Regions from separate parts of the Mus musculus genome. Here region 2 is linked to region 1. The links are chromatin contacts, called in public promoter capture Hi-C maps. All regions are on one chromosome and are shown on one strand. Each heading gives the region's core, a stretch centred on a gene start, on an enhancer-like site or on the middle of the called end of the contact. The rest is flanking DNA. Distances are from core to core; before and after follow the strand shown. Region 1 overlaps Gm52797 (a long non-coding RNA gene). Region 2 overlaps Fry (FRY microtubule binding protein).

Region 1 (3,690 bases), core at 599-3,098:
GGTACCATGGGGGAAGGAGGCTTACTGGATTGCTTTCCCTAGCTTTCTCGGCCACCTTTACTTATATTTTTTTATGTCCAAACAAACTTTTGAGATTTTGTTTATTTCTAGGTGATGTGTAGTGGTTGTGTCTGCGAGTATGTCTGTGTGCCACGTATGTGCAGTACCTCTGGAGTCCAGAAGAGGGCATCAGATCCCTTGATGTTGGAGTTAACAGACATTGTGAGCCCCCATGCATGGTCTGAGAATTAAACTTGGGTCTTCTGAACGATCAAACGGTGCTCTTAACCTCTGAGTCAGCCCCTTAGCTGCCCCGCTCCCTTTCTTGTACAGTCCACCTTCCCAGAGTTGGGTTGGTCGCCACCCACAGTGGGCTGGGCCCTCCTATATTTGATCAGCAACCAAGAAAACACCACACAGGTATCCACAGGCCAGTCTGATGGAGGTGATTCCTCAGTTGTGACCCTTTCTTCCCAAATATTTGTCAGTTTGACAAAAACTGACATACATTAGTCATGTAAGTAAGCAGAAGGAGCGGATACAAACGATAGCTAAAATTCTTTTTTGAGAGATATTTAGATACAACAAGAAACACCTTCAAACCATTCATCTGAAAGATGGCATCGCGTTAACCTTTATCAATACACATTTATGGGTGTCGTTTCTCATCCTCTGGTCTAGTGGTTCTCAACCTTCCTAATGCTGCGACCCTTTAATACAGTCCCTTGTGACATGGTGGCCCCAACCATAAAACTATTTCACTACTATTTTAGAACTGTACATTTGCTGCTGCTATGAATCATAAGGTAAACACCTGATAGACAACGCCCCGTGGGGGTTGCGACCCACAGGTTGAGAACCACTGATCTAAGGTAGCCAGAACTACAGCCATCTGTTTGGGTGAGTTAGCTACCCCAAAGTTTTCCACAAGAAAGGCAAGGGCTGTGATCCTAGCCTATGTTTTTGGCTGCGTTCCCAGTTAAATGTCACAACAGTAGCTGCCTTTGGGATATCTCTTCTTTTTGTTCACAGAAGAGGCTCTTTATTGGAGAGTCTGAGTAATTATACACTATGCTTCTTTCCCTCCACATAATATGAAAATTGTTAATTTTCCTTTTTCTCTATGGTAACTGCTGGGGTATTTCAAGCCCCTGCCTGTTCTCTCTTAAGTCTGTATCCAGTTTCCCAAGGGGCAAATCTGGAAATATTGAAAAAGCAGAGATAAGCAGTTTAGGTTGACAGAAGCGTGTGTTTCAGGCACGATCCCTCTTCGACTCTGCCCTTCCCTGAGGCCCGTGTGCATCTTTACACACTGGGACTTTTCTGGTGCCCTTTTTTCAGCATGGACCATTCTTCTCGGTTTCTCAGCCTTTTGTACTCCTCCATGTTTCTCTGTCAGCTCTGCATGCCCCTACATCAGGGTGCTCTCCGAGTGATCCTGACAGAACCACGTGTTCCTGTTTCAGCTAGGAGAGAGTCGTCTACCACTCACTGTGTACAGAGAGTGTGTGCTGTTGCTGGTATTTTTAATTTTAAAACTTCACAGGTTCAGCTTTACACACCTGAACACACGCTTTTCCATCAGATCACCCCTATGTCTTGGTGAGTTTCCTGTCTGCAAGGTGGACTGGTTTCCCTAGAGCGATAAGGAAGCCCGGCTAGAGGGCTGAGGGTGCCAGGAGGCAAACGGCGTGTCAGGAAGCAAGTGGTTTGGTTACTCTGTAGGTTCTGTTGTTATTGGCTTTTCATCTACAGACACAAATCCCATGAGCAGAGCAAGGGGCAACAGATGCTTGTGCCCATAACTCTGGGCTATGACCTTGGATTGGGGGCGGGGAGGACGGGGAGGGACCAGGCTGCTGGAGAGGGCTGCACAGCGTGGCTGTGGGGCAGAGCTGACAGCTGACAGCCAGCTGAGCCAACCCAGCAGCACACTTTCTGGTTCCCACAGGCTACCATGTGGGGCTCAGTTAGGTCAGTGTTCTTGCTAACTTTCCTCCCATGAGACAGAAAACTGTAGTTAGTGCTCTTGGTTCAAGGAATGAAACTATGTATCATTTACAGATCGACGGGGCTGGCTCTGATACAGTTCAAAGTAGCGTGTATAGTTTTATTGTCTCATTTCTTCCATCCCATAACTCCCTGGGGTGAGACAGCATCTGCTCCTGAAAGAGAAATTACTGCAGCTTCCCCCTTGTTTTTCCTGGGCTTTGGACTCTGGGGAGATTAATACACCTCCATTCTTTTGGAATCCCAGATTTTTGCACAGAAACTTAGCTACAGACCATTGTAAAGCTGTTGTGTTAGATGTAAGATTCTTGTGAAAGGAATTCTCGTGTGTGTGTGTGTGTGTGTGTGTGTGTGTGTGTGTATGCCTAAGAAGAGGTATTGAAACGTAGTTTGGGGGTGTGGCTCACTGTAGAGTGCTTGCCTAATATCTATGATGCCCGAAAAAGAAAGTAAACAAGAACAAATTTCAAGGCATTTCAAAAGTCTTTAAAGATAGTAAATTATCAAGTGGGAATTTAATCTCATAGATCAAAGATCACACATTTATATATCAAAATTTTCTCTCTCAAATATTTAGATTACTTGTGGCTAACACATTAACATTGTGACTTCTTAGACCAAGACTCCATTAGATTTCAGGCATTTAGACTTAGTATTCAGTCCACAGCTTGTTAAGGCACGGAGAGTGTTGATGTAATTCTCTCGTGTCTTTGCAGTTGTCCCAAAGCACGGGAGCAGGCATGCGATATGGGCCAATTAGTTTCTAAATTTCTTAATGCATGTCAGCACTGTAGTCTGTCAGTGTGGAGAAACGGACTTCCTGTCTTATGATATAACTGAATTGGCCGCTCACCCTAACCCCCAGAGGTGATGGAATGACAAGCAGAGGCAGACAAATGAGATTATCAAAACATGGCACAGGGCCTGCTTTTAAAGGGGGGGTGAGTGGAAGCAATGGGAGTTGATGTGGGCACGCACCTTATTTCCTGCCTGAATGTCTGTGAACCACATGCATGCAATGCCTGAAGGGGCCAGAAGAGGGCGCCATATCCCCTGGACCTGGAGTCACAGATGGTTGTGAGTAGCCACGTGGGTGCTGGGAACTGAACCCAGGTCATTACACTGAACGCTTCCTCAGCTCGAGTGCATTACTCAGCTGAGGAAGCTTCACGACTCTATAGGATGACAAACTGGAGAACAGGGACACGTGGTCAGGAGACACAGGCCTCCAGCCCCAGCACGCAGAAGTTAAGGCCTTGAGATCTGTCCACTCTGCTCCAATTCAGAATCCTAAGCCAATATTCCATGAGGTTTGGAACCCAGGTTGGCGAGTGCTTCCTTTGATCTGATATAGGTGATGAAATAGATTTAAATGAGGCCTATTACCAACATCACATACTGTACAGGGCCAGGGCAACCGAGAAGGAATGGCAAATGTACTCCTTCATATGCTACCTGTATTGAGCTGAGCACCAGGCCATCTCTGCTCTCTCCAATGGCTGTTCTGCTGGGGTTCCCTCAGTTGCCCTCATGCTTGGCTACAGTCACTGCTTAACAATGAGGGTATTCCAGGCCCGTCATGACGGGGCCCAATGCCTTTCTTTGGCTTTGGTTCTCTAGCACTTAGCTTCTTTACAGTAACTGTCACCTTTCATTAAGGACATCCCCCCACCCCAGGGA
Region 2 (3,690 bases), core at 525-3,024, 190 kb after region 1:
CTGCCAGTGTTCTTACTCTACCTGACTCCCCAAGCTTCTGCTCCTTTGGAGAAGTTGCAGTACCTTTCAACTGTCTGTTTCTGAAGCTCCCTCATGAGTACAACAGTGGACCACTTATTAGTGCCCTCACACCGTTCATGTGGCACATTCTCCACTTGTATTTTATGTGATGATCCTGCAATGCTAGTAAACAAAGTGAGCCTTAGGGAACAACAAGACTTGGGGTTGAAGGGAGTCTTCGCTCTGAGGAACAATCTCTGGCACCTGAAAGTGAACAAGGCGCCGAGAACCAACAGAAAGAAGACATTTGGGGCTGGAAAGATGGCTCAGTAGTTAAGAGCACTGACTGCTCTTCCAGAGGTCCTGAGTTCAATTTCGAGCCATCACATGGTAATCTGTAATGGGATCTGATTTCCCTCTTCTGATGTGTGTCTGAAGAAAGCAACGGTGTACTCTGTCCGTGTGTTCTGTCCATCCTTGCAACTGGATGGAAAACCAGGGGGACTGGCCCTCTTTTCAGAGTCATCTCCTTTGTGATTCAAGGAAGAGGCACCCTGTACTTGTTGGCCATTCGACTTCTATCCTTCACAGGCTGCTACAGGCCCCATTTCCTCTGAAATGGGTGCACAGATTCAGGGCAGTGCACAGGGATGGAATGGAAGAGCAGATCCTGATGGCCAAGTGTGTCTGGACTTTCTTAGGCACACATACAAACATGCCTGGCTTCCACCCCTGTCTCAGCATCTCAGGCTGCCTCTTGTCAAGCCTAGAAAGAGGCTTCTGGCCACAGGGGCTTCGCTTCAGTTTCTCTTTCTATTTTGAACTTGTTGTCATCTGATTGTGTGTGTGTGTGTCTGTGTGTCTGTGTGTGTGTGTGTGTATGTTTGTGTATCTGTGTGTCTGGCTGTGTATCTGTGTATGTTTGTGTATCTGTGTGTCTGTCTGTCTGTCTGTGTGTGTATGTGTGTCTATGTGTAGGTCTATGTTTCTGTGTGTGTGTATGTGTCTGTATATCTGTGTTTGTGTATGTCTGTCTATATCTATGTGTATCTGTGCCTATGTGTGTGTTTGTGTTTCTGTGTGTGTTTGTGTGTATGTTTGTGTATCTGTTTGTCTCTCTGTGTATGATTAATCTGTTTTGTCAGAAAGTAGGCAGTACAACAAGGAAGAAACAGTGGCCCTCTTCACCAGCAGTTCCCAGTACCTAGACCAGAGCCTGAAGCCTGGATGCCCACTGAGCACCTACTGTCCGGGATTGAGTGAGGAGTAAGTGCTTGTGTCCAGTGAGAAACAGAATTACTTATGGAAAAATCTGACCAAGGACTGGGCCATTTGCCCGCCATTCCGCTGTGCTCTCAGCTTCTGGAGGTCACACAGGAGGACAGCGAGGCTGCCTTTCCCTTCTTCCCAGCATCATCATAGCTGTAGCTGAGTTACTGATCGATCGTAGAGGGCTGCTTGCATTGGTCCTAGGAATGCTGGCAAAGCAAGCAGGAAGATAGATCCAAAGTAATCCTCAGCTACAGGGAGAACTTGAGGCTATCCTGGGCTACACATGGTGCCTGGAAAAGCTGAGGAGAGGAGAGGGCACAAGAGAAGATTGTAGCGAAGTTAGAAACTCAACAACAGAGCTTTTCTTTCACTTCCCTTTTCTTCTTTCTTTTTGGACAGATGAAATTAGTGATGTGTGGTTTTAAAGCAAGCAAATGCCCCGGGGAAGGAAGGGCTGATGATTTTTTCTATGGTGTGATTAGATAAAGGGCGGTCTTTCTGTTGTTATTCTTGAGGGTGTTTTGCTTTCGGTTTATTTGTTGTTGTCTGAGATAGGATGTTCTATAGCCTGGGCTAGCCTCAAACTTCTTCTCTTCCTGCTTCCCCTTCCTAAGTGTTGGGATTACAGTTGTGTACCACCAGGCTCACACAAGGGAGGAGCTGGCATCGATTTTGATGACCAAGCTGTGCAAACTTCTGATCCTCAAATGCGTAGCTTCCCTGTGGGGAAGGCTTCACTAAAAGCCTTGTGGCGATTCTTCCTGAGAATGATAGCGACGGAGGCTGGTGCTTGTTTTGAAATTGACGATGGTGAGATAAAGAAGGCTTTCTGAAACCAAGGAACAGATCCGGCTCAAAGGCCCTCACCCATGACCTTTACTGTGCCACCATCTCTCTAGGCTGGACTGTGCAAACCCAGAGCCATCGTTGAAGCGGAGACTGCTTCCCCTTCACTCTCTGCTTCTACTCGGGGGTACTTGGCTTGATACGTGGGTGGACTCTCCACACAGAGACATCAGATTGGAAGTACAGAAGGATGCTCTTTTTAAAGACAGCTGTGGGTGGGTACTTTGGGCTTATCAATGGAGAGGCTGGTAAAGCAGGCAGGTATTCTGGTGCCAGGATCACAGCTATCTGTGACCTTGCCAGGGGTGTGCCAAGGGTCATTGTCCTGAACAGCTCCTCACTATCATTATGGGTTCAGCCTCAGGATCTTGTGATCTCGGGATCTTATGTCATCACAGTTACCGCTGGTCTCTAGAAATGCATTCAGCCCTGAGAGACACCAGGATAATAAAGCATTGTTTCCCAAGGAAGGTTTTAGGTTGACATTCAGTTCTCTGGCTCTGAAGTGTGGTGACCTTGATACAGTAGGAAGATAGTGCAGATTCGATGTCCCTCTGAGCTGGGACAGTGCCCTACTTCCACAAGATGTCTGTGAGCACTGGAGACCAGGCAGACATGAGCAACAGTGACCTCCATCAGCCGACTTGGATTATTTGCTGTAGAATAAGCACTCTCGATAAGCTGGGCTTTCAGTCCACATTTTACCCCTGTTCTAAGCTCACCTGATCTTAGTTTCTTCGCAGGATAATTGACACCTGATTAGTACTTGGCTGGTAGATGCTAGAATTTTTTTTTTCCTCTTAGAAAATCACGGTTCTCTTAGCCGGTCATGGTGACAGATTGCTGTGATCCCAGCTTTTAGAGAAGCTAAGACAGGAGGATTGGCTCTGAGTTTGAGGCCAGACTCAAACTATAGAGGCCAGGTCTATAGAGTGGGGCTCTTTTTAAAGAGGTAAAGCAAAGCAAAACAAAAAGAAATAGGCGCTCAACTTGTTGGCCTGGCTGGCCTTGAACTCTAGACTCAAATGAGCCTCCAGCCTCAGCCTGGCCAGTATCTGGAGCTATAGGATTATCTCAAATATTCTATACTCAGAATTCTACATGGCAAAATTCCATTAAAAACAGATAGATTTGCATTCACATACGAAATTATTTTCAGCAACTATCTGCTTAAAATATGTTTCCATTAAATTGGGTTCTTCTTACACGCGTTCACGCGACCGGCCAGGAAGAACACAGCAAACCAGAATCTTCTGCGGCAAAACTTTATTGCTTACATCTTCAGGAGCAAGAAGCAAGAGCCAGAGCAAGAGAGCAAAGGAGAGAATGGCGAAACCCCGTCCCTTTTTAAGGAGAATTATTCTCCGCCTAGGACGTATTACTCCCTGATTGGCTGCAGCCCATCGGCCGAGTTGTCGTCACGGGGAAGGCAGAGCACATGGGGTGGAGAACTACCCTTGGCACATGCGCAGATTATTTGTTTACCACTTAGAACACAGGATGTCAGCGCCATCTTGTAACGGCGAATGTGAGGGCGGCTTCCTACAGGTTCTGTGTGGAGACCACCCCCCC

What was found. Promoter capture Hi-C pulls out the DNA fragments that hold promoters and counts their contacts.
Region 2: a promoter capture Hi-C map of pre-B cells shows a contact between it and region 1, with 3 times the contacts expected there. The contact joins two enhancer-like sites. A contact is called at or near these places in 3 of 39 promoter capture datasets (the C10 cell line, liver and pre-B cells), 1 of 484 Hi-C or Micro-C datasets (muscle stem cells), 1 of 115 datasets of contacts at active chromatin or transcription factors (embryonic stem cells) and 1 of 9 other capture datasets (adipose tissue).

The regions. Positions count from the first base shown.
Region 1 is chr5:150,114,008-150,117,697 of GRCm38.p6, forward strand. The region is part of intron 2 of Gm52797 (a long non-coding RNA gene); the gene reads right to left. Among named protein-coding and RNA genes, the nearest start is that of Gm52797, 15 kb to the right of the region's middle. Within about 2 kb of position 1,849, at least 40 of the 459 cell types and tissues checked have an H3K27ac peak or open chromatin away from gene starts, as enhancers often do. A contact at or near this core is called in pre-B cells, where this site is marked.
Region 2 is chr5:150,305,052-150,308,741 of GRCm38.p6, forward strand. All of the region lies in intron 1 of Fry (FRY microtubule binding protein), which reads left to right. Among named protein-coding and RNA genes, the nearest start is that of Fry, 47 kb to the left of the region's middle. Within about 2 kb of position 1,775, at least 28 of the 459 cell types and tissues checked have an H3K27ac peak or open chromatin away from gene starts, as enhancers often do. A contact at or near this core is called in pre-B cells, where this site is marked.